2 separate regions of the Sus scrofa genome follow, and region 1 is linked to region 2. Evidence: chromatin contacts called from public Hi-C data. All regions are on one chromosome and are shown on one strand. The core of a region is the stretch at or near the end of the contact, and the rest is flanking DNA. Distances in the headings are between cores, read along the strand shown.

What was found. Hi-C and Micro-C count contacts between places; a contact is called where the count stands out from the background.
Region 1: a Hi-C map of omental adipose tissue shows a contact between it and region 2, with 1.6 times the contacts expected there. The contact joins the promoter of CDKL5 here to the enhancer-like site in region 2. A contact is called at or near these places in 6 of 47 Hi-C or Micro-C datasets (embryonic fibroblasts, heart right ventricle, mesenteric adipose tissue and 3 more).

The regions. Positions count from the first base shown.
Region 1 is chrX:14,856,044-14,861,978 of Sscrofa11.1, forward strand. CDKL5 (cyclin-dependent kinase-like 5) reads left to right here and starts at 2,783. Exons shown (of 19, transcript XM_021080550.1): 1 at 2,783-2,957.
Region 2 is chrX:13,770,501-13,776,539 of Sscrofa11.1, forward strand. No RefSeq gene overlaps it. Among named protein-coding and RNA genes, the nearest start is that of NHS, 81 kb to the right of the region's middle. Within about 2 kb of position 4,786, at least 3 of the 83 cell types and tissues checked have an H3K27ac peak or open chromatin away from gene starts, as enhancers often do. A contact at or near this core is called in omental adipose tissue, where this site is marked.

The DNA.
Region 1 (5,935 bases), core at 1,533-4,032, 1.1 Mb after region 2:
AGAGAAGGAAGCCAAACAAAGGAAAAAGCAGAGCTAAGGGTCAGAAATAGAGAAAGCCCTGTTAACATTCTGTGGGGCTCTGGATCCATCCATGCCTGAAGTTCATCCCCAAATTTCCCACCAACTCAAGTCGCTTTTTTTGCTTAAGCCAGTTGACTTAGGGGTCTGACTCTTGCAACTGAAAGGGCATGAGCCTAGGCACAGCTTGAGGAGCCTCCTAGGAACAAATTCATCCTACAGGTCCAGAGGATCAAAACTGGTGCAGTGACAGAGCCTTGGCTATGTGAGGAATAACCCCCAGAAAGTAACTGATCACTCAAATCTATCTCGTGGCCTTGTTCCCTTAGGAACCTAACCCTAACCCTAACCCTGGGAGGGGCATATGGAGGCTCCCAGGCTAGGGGTCCAATCAGAGCTGTAGCCGCTGGCCTACGCCAGAGCCACAGCAATTCTATGACCTACACCACAGCTCATGGCAACGCCAGATCCTCAACCCACTGAGCGAGGCCAGGGATTGAACCTGCCACCCCATGGTTACTAGTCGGATTCGTTTCCACTGTGCCACGACGGGAACTCCTGTTTGTTTTTTAAGTGGAAAAATGGTTTTATTATAAACTCTACAGGAGTTTACCCCAAAGCAATTCTGAACTTGTGCCCTGTGACAAGTGGAAAGGAAGGCACTTTCACTGCCCCTGCACAAAATACAAGGGGGGTTTTGCAGACCAGAGAGCCCTGACTCAAAGCGGCAGCTGAGGCTTTGGAAGGTGGGGCTTTCTGGTTGGTGCCCCGATGCTGGGTGTGGCCTAGAGATGCTCCTGCTAGAGCTGATTACTTTCCAGACCTAGAAAGGAGAGACGTGGTCTCTGTCCCCAAGCAGCACCAAGAAGCCTCTCGGAGCTGTCTCTCCCAGCAGCTCCCTCATGTCCCACCCGCATTTTGTACTGCTCCTGCCCCATCCCTGGAGCGCTCTCATTACCTACAAATCCCTGCAGAGGCCTAGGCACAGAGCTTTGCTCCCAAAAGATGCTCTAAAAATACTGGCGCAATGAAAGTCTTGAAGGGGAGCAGAATATGTTACCCCCAAATACGCCCCTTTGGCATAAGGATTATTTTCACGCCTTTTTTTTCTTTTTCAGCCACACCTGTGGCATATGGAAGTTCCTGGGGCCAGGGATCGAATCTGAGCTGCAGCTGTGGCAATGTTGGGTCCTTAACCCACTGCAGGAACTCCTGAGCTTGTTATTTTTAAGAAATCAGCAAACACAGAAATGCTCTGAAAATCCAGTAGAAGTTACCTCCTCAGAAGAGACATTTACATGTATAAGGGAAATCTCCATTTGTAAGGGTGTCTCCCTTACCAGGAAGAAGAGGACTCTCAATCTCTAGAAAAATTTACCAATTGAGGAGGCTTGGACTTAAAATCTGCATGACATTCTTACCTTTGTTGATTAGGCTCTGCCTAATAACCTGCCCCCACCAACATCTTCTTTTGTCTCTAGCTAGAGATGGTATTTAAAGTGATGGCTTGGCCATTTCCAAGAGTTACTCATTTTTTTCTGGGTCTCTCCCAAGTATATAGGAGGACATATATTATTATACTGCTGGAGTTCCCGTCGCGGCGCAGCGGAAACGAATCCTACTAGGAATGATGAGGTTACAGGTTCGATCCCTGGCCTCACTCAGTGGGTTAAGAAACTGGCGTTGCTGCTTCTCTGGCATAGGCTGGCAGCAACAACTCCAATTACATCCTTACCCTGAGAACCTCCATATCCATCCCACAGGTACAACCATAAAAAAACAAACAAACAAAATAAAGTGAACTTCTGTTTATTTTTTCTCATGTTGATCTGTGTTTTGTTATAGGAAGGTCTCGGTAAGAACCTAGGAGGGTAGAAGAAAATTATTTTTCCTCCCCCAACAGCCTTATTGAATGAAAACCCCATTTCTGGCACCATCAAATGAAGACAATAAAAATCAAAACTTTGGGAGTTCCTGCTGTGGCACTAGCGTTAAGGATCTAGTGTTGTCGCAGCTGAGGCAGCTATGGCTCAGATTCCATTCCTGGCCCAGGAACTTCCATATGCCTCGTGTGCAGCTGAAAAAGAAGAAGAAAAAAATTTTTTTAGATCATTCAACATTCAAGTGCTCAAAGAAATTCTAAAACTCTTATTTAAATGCTCCTAAAGAACTTTTAGGTTTTTTTGAAATTTTAGCGATAGAGAACTTCAGAGGCTTATTAGTGTTACAAAACAAAACACACCAAAGAACAAATAGTCTTGGTTCCCTTCCAGGGAAGGAACTCCCCTGATGAAGCACTGCAGACGGAAAATTAACTTTCAGCTGCCTGCTTCTCTCGGACAATAGATGGCACTGTGGGACAACTCTAAGTGACTGTTTTTCTGTGACGCTAGGTGGAAAGCCCCGGAGGAAAAAAAAAAAAAAAAAATCAGACTGCAATCTTGTGCTGGATTGTGTTTTAAATCTACATCTCCAAGGAGGGTTATTTGTAGAAGTCCCCTGCGCTTTATTCTAATCCTTCGTTACTCAAATGTAGTCCTAGGTCAGGGGCGCTGGCGTCACCGGAGAGCTTATTAGAAATGCAAGATCTCAGACTCAGGCTCCCCGAGATAGAATCCACTCCTTGGACAATGTCCTCTTAGCCCTCAAAGGCTTTGGACATGTTCTCAATTATGTAGCAGTGCAGACGTTCATCCGCGTTCGAAAACAAAGCAAACCAAACCGAAATGATCCTCGGCCCCTTTAAGAAAAAAACTGCTCTTGTAAAATACATGCTAAAGGAGCCTGCGATGCCTCGCTCAGTGCAGCAGGTGGCACTGTGGGACAACACGAAAAGCAACTGATTTTCCTGCAGCCCTGAGGAAGCCCGGGAAACCGGCAGGACGGAACACAGCAATCACCGGCTAGATGGGGGCCTTTTTAAAATCGACATCTCCAAGGTAAGAAGATTAGGAACTCTTCTGAATGAGGAAAAATATAATAATCTTGTGGAGGGAGTGGTAAAAAAAGACGAGAAGGACTGTCCTCTGGACGGGAGGGAAAAAAGTTGCTTTTGTATGTGAAGTGTCAGAAAGCTTCTCTCAAATTGCCTCTTAAAATCTATTGTTAGAACCCCAGCCATTTAAAGTACTGCTTATAACACAGATGCTCTTAGGAGGCGACGCATTTCACCATCATGATGCCTTTAGTTCGTCTCCTTGCTTTGAAATAAAGGTCACTCCCAGGCAGCAAAGGAACCCCTCCTCACCTCCAGAAAGAGTTCCTTCTCCCCATCTCTTTCTCACAGGGACTGATGGATTCAACTGCGACAATAGCCTAATGAACAAATCTCAAAAACAAAATCTTCGGTGGAAAAAAGGGCACAGTGGAACAGATAGATACAATATGATATTTGTAAAGCACATTATGGCAATCTACATATATTGTTAAAAGTACAGGCATTCTTGGGAGTGAGGACAGTGGTGACCTCTGGAGATAACAGGGGAGGGGCTAGTACATTTGGGGGGGGACAGGCTTTAACTGTCCCCTCTAATGTTTTAATTTTCTTTTTTAAGATTTCTGAAGCAAGGTTTGTTAAATATTAGCATCTGTTAAATCTAGGTGTTGGTAGCATGGTTATCTGTTATAGTGAATATTGACCTTATGCTCAAGAAGTGGGCAAGTACAAGGAGAAAGGGGATGGTAATTAGAGGCGGTGAAAGGCTTTTCCAAGATAGTGAAGACCTGTAACCCAAGAAAGAACCAATGTAGGTTCAAGAGCTGGAAAGGGAAGGAAACTCGCAGGGCTGATAATTAGAAAGAGGGCAGGACGTATTTAAATCATAAGCGCCAAGAGAAGGAGTTTACCTCTCTCTCATTAAAATTTTTAAAAATTTCTTGGAGTTCCCATTGTGGCTCAGTGGTTAATGAACCCGACTGACATCCATGAGGACACAGGTTCGATCCTTGGCCTCGCTCAGTGAGTTGGAGATCCCACGTTGCTGTGAGCCGTGGTGTAGGTGGCAGACGCGGCTTGGATCCCAAGTTGCTGTGGCTGTGGCCTGGGCCAGTGGCTGCAGCTCCAATTCGACCCCAGCCTGGGAACCTCCATATGCTGCAGGTGCGGCCGTAAAAAGACAAAAACAGCATTTTAAAAACATTTTCTTTAGAAGCAATAAACATTTTCTTAAATAGCAATTGACGGTAATGAGCTGAGAAAGCCAGTATGCCAAATATGTTATTACTTCAATTGATCCTTCCTTGAAGTTTCCATGCACCAAGTGCTAAAGGTCGATGTGCTTGCCTACTGCATGTATGCCCAGAAAGGACCTAACCAACATATACCAACATATACACCTCAGTTGTTTCTATCTAGAAATTCTATTCAAAAAGAACTTCAGAGAAGCTCAAGTAAGTTAGTGAACTCACTAGTTCATCTCACTTAGATGAGTAAAGTGAGGTCATCTGGGAAGTGGCTAAGCCAGAGTTTGAACTATGCTCTTCATCACTCTACTGTGGTTATGGAAACGAATATCTTACACCAGCCACGACGATGGTCCTGGGTCCCTCTCACTTCTCCCTGACTTGCCTTTCATCCAAGTTTGGTCTCCCTCTGACTTGTAACTCTTAGCCTTGCAAGACAATATAGATTCTATCTCTGACCTTTGAAACAAATGTCTATATTCGGTTTTTCCAGTGGCGTCTCCAGTGATTGATTACATCTGTCCCTCTGGCTCTTCATAACCCACGTTGCTCCAGACAGGAACCTCGTCCAGTTCCCAGGGTCTGGACCTGCTTGCTCTCCTTTGCACCCGAGCTTCGCAAGGCCCCACCCTTTACCTTCCATCCCCATCCAGCTAAACTCCCAAGGTGGATGGGGGAAGGTGCAGAGCCACTCAGGGGATAGATCCTTGCCCCACCATCACCCTCTCTGATGTCTGATAAAGGGCAGATTTGGAAATCTGGGGACTTGCTAGCTGGACAGGCACAGTTTTCAGCTGAATCCGGGAGATGGAGGGAGAGGGAGAGTAAATAACTAGGCTTGGAATTTCTAGTAAGGGACTTGGCCTACAAAGAAGTAGGGTCTCATCCGGGACAAGATGGGGAGGGACGGGCCGAGTGAAGTCAAGTCAGGGATGAAAGTGCAGGTGGTGCTGACGGGCAGGAAAAGCCATGTCCGAGCTGCACATTCCTAAGAAAAGTTGCAGGTGGTCAAGGGAGGCCTCCGCCCATGGCAGCACCTCCTTGGTGCTGGAAGGAACTGGTGATCACTATGGCTGGTTGTGAGCGTTTAACCTCCCAAAGACTGTAAGATTTGGGAATCTTTGAAAATCTGATGAAAAATATGGATTTTTTTACTAAGAAAGGCAGAGGGACTAGTCCACATGCTGCATGTAATATGGGGGAGCCATAGGCCCCTCTCAAAAATAAATCCACAGACTGTAGGATAAGAATTCCTGCCCTAGAACTCTTTTTTTATGATGGGAAGTCACCAGAGGGTTTTATTTATTCATTTATTTATTTAATTTTATCGATTTATTTTTATTGAAGTATAGTTGATTTACATACTGGAGGGTTTTAAACACATAAGTGGAAAGGTCTGTTATACATATATATATTATATATATAATATATGCATATATGTATATTTTTTTGTCTTTTTGTCTCTTTTAGGGCCACACCTGTGGCATATGGAGGTTCCCAGGCTAGGGGTCCAATTGGAACTGTAGCCTCTGGCCTACACCACGGCCACAGCAACTCGGGATCCAAGCCGCATCAGTGACCTACACCACAGCTCATGGCAATGCTGGATCCTTAATCCACTGAGCGAGGCCAGGGATCAAACCCTCATCCTTACAGATGCTAGTTGGGTTTGCTAACTGCTGAGCCATGACGGGAACTCCATACATATATATTAAAAAACTGTTTTTTTCTCGTT
Region 2 (6,039 bases), core at 3,536-6,035:
TCCTCATGGTGATTCATTGGCTAGAGGATTGTTTGAAAATGGTTCTTGGGAGCAAGAAACATCTGCCCCGATTTGCCATGGGAGCAGGGCCTATGCAGTGCATTTGGACAGGCTCTGCCTGATGGAGCTTGCCAAGGAGAGGCAAAGTCACCACTAATTACATGTCTTGCATTGTGAGTTGGAAATAGATACACAGAGCAAATGTTCTGGCCCACAAAGCCTCAAAAAGCGATGAAAGCAACACAGACTTCAAGTTCATTTTCAAAATTCCCAGCATTGCAGAACAGAGCCAGGCATACAATTTTTCCTCTTTTTCACGTGGCACTTTAAGACAGAGAAGAATAAACCAAGTGAAGATCTGGAAATCCACTTGCAAATTCAGAAGAAAAAAAAAACCCATAGTGGCGAAAAGGATATAGAAAGTGACAGTGTTAACATGCTTTTTCACTGGAGGTATTAATTAGTAACTCCCTCGAGTGCTTGATATCCTTGAAACAGGTCAGCACCCTTGCTTGACTTACACAAATTTGATTGCACTCAGTTAGAAATTGCCCTTCTCCCGGTGGGTCTTAGTTATACAATGTCCAAACAGACGTTCCTCAAAGGGAGGAAAGTAGTAGAAGCAGCAGGCAGAGTGAGGAGCCCAAATGGGCCCTGAGCAGAAGCCAGGAGGAGCCCTGCCTTTATGTTCAGGTGATGGATTCACTTATTTACAGGAAAGAGAGGCCATCTTAGCAGCAGCCCATTAAGATAAAATCTGGTCAATTCTGAGTAACAACAAGCTCATGAAGAAGCATCATTGGGATGCCAAGTGCCCAGTGGCTAAATATCTGGGGCAGAAATTGTTAGACTACATTTCCCAGCCTCCCTGGCGGCGAGGCGTGGCCATGTGACTGAGTCCTAGCTGACAGACTTGAGATGCTCTGTTTCCTGGTAGAAATATTACCTACACATGGTCGTTCATGTTCTTTCCCTTTCTAGCTTGATGGAGATAGAAAAGGTGATTTTGGAAGCTGTGTGTTGACTGTGACAGAGCCACAAGTTAGAGGCGGCATGAGTCGCCACCTGCTTGGAGGACAGCTACCGGTCAACCAGAATTTATATGAGTGAGAAATAAACATTTATTGTGTAAAGGCATTGAGATACTGGGGTTTATCTGTTACAGCAGCTTTCATTGCCTTAGTTAAATATACACTCTTTGGCTCTGTCAGTAGAGGCAGCGTAGGAAAAACAAAGGAGGGTGTAGTTTTGCTGTTCTTTCCTGGACGTTACCCTGTGAGAGGGATTTTGTCAAACTGGAACATGTGTATAAATGAAAAACAAGAGTGATGAAAAGGTGGGAAATGATATATTGGGGAGGATAAAAGCCAGGGGGTTCAGCCTAAAGAAGAGAAAACTTTGGTGTAAAAATCTACAGGATCTGTCTTTAAAGATTTCAACGTACATCACAAGGAAGATTTAGCCTTTGCTCTGGAGTTCCAGAGGACAAGGCTAGGAGCCAGGTTTGGGCTCACTATCAAGAAGAAATTTCTAATAATTAGCACTGCCCCAGCGTGGAATGACTTTTCTTACCAAGTAAAGCCTTCCCCATCTTTAGTGCACACTGCTGATTCACCACCCAGGATCCATTCCCCCTGCCCCCCTGCCCCTGCTGCTGGACTCTAGAACCCTGATTTTGTTGTAGTATCATCTTTATGTGATTTGGGAGAGGGACTCTATCCCCAGCTCCCGGCATAGATCCTGATTGGTCAAACCCCTCAGCCCATGGTACTCTTCTTTGCGGCTCTTACTTGCCCAGAGGTTGGTGAATTCCCTAAGCTTGCCCAGTCAGACCTAGGGGAGGTCTGTATTTCATGGTTGGGGAAGAGATTTTCCTTCTTGTCTGCCGGGCATGCATCAGGACTCATTAGTTTTGACTCTCACGGCAGCCATCTTGGGGCCATGAGGTGACCCAGCCTTAAGATGAAACCAGCCCCGTGGATGGCAGAGCAGAGAGGTGGCAAGAACCTGTCCATTAAGCTGCTCATCACCCTGCGTCAGAAGGCTCCTCTACGTCTGGATTTCATTTGGAGTTACGGTTTTCTATCATGTACAGCTTAAAACATCTTAGTTTGCACAGTGCTTCTGAGGAGGTTTGGGAACCCAAGTTGAATGCTGCCTTGTCATCAGGGATGCCAGGGGGGTATTGTAACCTCAGGGTGATAACTAACCCCAAGCATTATAAACTCTGGTGAAGAAGGTACAGCTGATTCATTTAACTTAAAATATAGGCTTCCTTCCAAGTGTCTGGAAATATATTTTGTCCCAGATGTATGTTGGCTTTTGGCCGCCACACATCCTCCCCTCTCCCTTCCTGTTGCCCCTCCTTCCATCTCGCTATGTAGGAGGTCTCCCCTAACAGACATGTTTTATCCACAGAAGATGTGAACTCCCATTTGCAGAGTGTGGAATCACTGATTGGCAACATCAGCCTACTAGGGCTACATTTCCCAAACCACCTTACCTGTAGTTGAGGCCACCATACTGGTTCTCACCCGTGGAATGGGAGCAGTAGTGATGTATGTCACTTCTGGGTCAAGAAGCTCAAGCAGTGGGTGTGCCTTCATGGTCTTTAGCCATTGTCCAGCTGAATGCAAATGACTCCATGGCCCAAGAGGAGGGTGGAGCCACAGTATGGCAGGAGCCTGGGTGGTGCATAGTCCTGGGAAGGTTGACTGCCAACCAGGAATATCTGTGTTGGACAGTTACCTGCCTGGAGAAGACACTTCTCTTGTGTTAAGCCATTAGACCTTGGGGTTTGTTACAGCAGCTAGTATTACCCAACTAATATATCACCATTGGGCAAGGTCTTAGTAGAAGGGCAGTAGCCATCTCAGCCTCTGGAAGGCAATTATGGAAGGCAAGAGGGACAGCTCTTCCTTTTGTCTGCCCCCTGCTACACTAAGGTTTAAAGACAATGAGACGCTTGGTCCTGGGATACTGAATCTTAAACAAGGGGCAGAAGATGGAGGGAAAGTTCAGAATCAGATAGATAGCAGTGGTAGCAGAAACAGGGAAAATGCTGTATCTGAGGCCTTTGGGCTTTGGCTGTGTTTCCTGTTACTCCAGTAGCCCCCTCGTGTCCTGCTGGTTGTCCCCAGCCTTCTCCTCTAGCTTTTCATTGAATCTGTTAGTCCTTGCTAGCCTGCTAATTAATTCCTCCCTTTGCCTAAGATAATCAGAGGTTTTTTCTTTTTTCTTGCAATCACATGGGGGAGGGTGTAATTTTTTTTCATAAAAGGAGCCCATCTCAAACTTGCACATTTTATTAGTTTTGCCTTTTATAAGCGAAGGCCTTCCTTTACAAAATTCTGTATTTCTCTTGGCCCTTGACTGCTTGGCCAGCTCGGGTTCATGATCTAACAGCAGTTATGGCCGGCACCATTCAGTTTCCTCCTTTTGTTGACCGCCTGTCCAGATCATCAAGTAATTATCTGTGTTTTCCTTTTGTTGATGGTTTGGTCTCTCTCCTAACTTTCAGTAACTATTTTCCTCACTTGTTGTACTCACAGATTGTCCTTACCTATGCATTTTCGTGGCATTTCTACTTGTTAACCATTTCTAGCGTTAAACGGTGCCATCCAATTAGCACTGTGTCAGATTTTTTCTGGTGGGCGGCAGAGTTGGTGGAGAAAGCCCTGGATTCCTTGTCTCAGAGGCCTGCTTCTGTGTCCTCAAGCTCTGTGACCTTGGGCAGATCACTGAACTCGTCTCTCCCTGAGATTTGTTCTGCTAAGTGATTAGAATGAGAGAATATGCAAAAATCTCAGGGTCATTTACAGGGGCAGCAGCCAATTAAAGGCTGGAGAAATACAGTTGGAGGGAAGGTAGGAGCTGAGGAAACCAGGCTGTGAGGGCTACGAGGCAGGCGGTGCTTCCTTAATGCTAGCAGATGCCATCAGCTGAGGGGAGCCAGCCAGTGCCTTTTTCTTTTTCAGCCAGCCTTATACTTTGGGTTTGTTCTCACATACAGCCCTTGAAGAGGATCCAAACAGGCCAGGGGCCCAGCTTCCACATTTTATCCAATCTTCACACATCCTGAGCTCAAGACAGATAGGACACCCACAGTGATTTTTTCTTTCTTTTTTTGGTCTTTGAGGGCCACACCTGTGGCATATGGAGGTTCCCAGGCTGAGTCAAATCGGAGGTGTAGCGGCCACGACCACAGCAACGTGGGATCTGAGCCGCGTCTGTGACCTACACTACAGCTCACGGCAACGCCAGATCCTTAACCCACTGAGCGAGGCCAGGGATTGAACCCACGTCCTCATGGATGCTAGTCGGGTTCGTTAACCACTCCGCCACAAAGGCAGCCCCCACTGTGACCTTTTACATCATTCACTGTGGTTGTCATGAGCACTGCGTCCACCTCTCTCATCAGCTGTTTATATTTGTGACTGAACTGCATTGAGAACTTCACCTCTGCCTCCCAAGGACGGTACCAGGGACCAGATTTGGCAACCTCCAACACTGGGCCTCAGTTTCCTCATCTGTGAACTTGGGTGGCTCAACTGGTGCTCCTGGAGCCCCCTCTCCAGTCCCAGCCCACTCCGACGCTGGCACACGATCTTGTGACCCCCTCAAGTATCTGCTTAGATCCTTGACGGAGTTAACTTTCCTTCCCCAAAGCGAAAAAACACTTCTGTCTGGAGTTTTTCTCTTGTTGAAAACCGCCTCTTCCTCCCTTCGCTGGGGTGGAGTTTGTTCTCATGGTAACCTGCAGCCAAAGGCTCTGAGGTTGACATTAAATCCAGCCAAATGGACTCATATCCATGGCTACAGAAGATCAGAACAAAGTTCTCCAAACATGGTGATTCACTAGTAGGAAACAAAGGATTTAGCTGCTCTGATACCTTTTTGCTGCATTTTCTCTTTTTTTCATAGAGGTCACTTGACAAAATAAGAAAGGAAGGACTGGGGCCAATTTGGTTCAATTTGCTAATGTTTTAAAATATTCTTACAGAGAGATGCATTTATCTTAGGCCATTTTTGGCTTGGAAAAAATTCTTTTCTAAACCGTATTCGGTGAGTGCTTGAACTTGAGCCAAGTTAAAAAAAAAAAAAAAGAGAGAGAACACAAGCTTAAATAGTCATATTCAGATAATACTAGTCAAATTTTTTTGGATAAAACTCAAATCAATATTCTGTGCAGTATCCCCTCCTTGCACACCCACATGCACACAACCACACACACACACACACCCTTACCTATGTTCCCGTTTAATCAGATGAGACTTGAAGAAAAGTGTCATGTCTACTACACTATCTGGAAAATGCTGGACTGATCTGCCTTTTTGATGACTGCACAGAAGTTCAAGGCCAAGTAGAGAAGCAGCTGGTTCGGGACGATGTGGTACCAAAGGAAGTAGGGGGTTATTTGATGCCCGGGCCGGGCAAATTCATTTCAAATAGAGCCTCCGAGAATAAGGAGGTTGAGAACATAGGCCTCCCAGGCCTGTTGGTGTCACCGGGAACCATGAAGAGCAGCCAGCAGGGCCCCCGGGGTGTAGGCAGGCTCTTCATCTGATGCTTGGAGTGAAAGGCGTGTTGCCAACTGGGACAAAGCGGGAAGGATCCGCGCACACAAGAGACAGTGGCTGGGCTGTCAGGCTGTATTTGTGTCTGCCTGAGCTGTTCTGAAAAGATTCTCCTTTCCTGAGTCACTCAGACACCCCCCCACACACAAGAGAGGATGGAGTGGCGACGCTCCCTGTGCTAAGCAACAGTTTGCCGAGGTGGGAGGAGGGTCTTTCATCCTGGCTCCGTGAGCAGTAAGTACCGCTGAACCCAACCCTAATGGCCTCAGCTTCTTCGGCCACTGGTGTGGGAGGAGAAGGGGTCTGGGATAAGCAGCCACCACTGCTGCCCACCCTTGCGTCGTGCCCCATCCTAGCCATAGGCATCTCTCCCTGGGGTTTTGGCAGCTGCCTCCCACTTTTACTTCCCAAGAGCTTGATGGAGCCTCTCAAAATACAAGTCACACTGAGTCACTATTCTTCT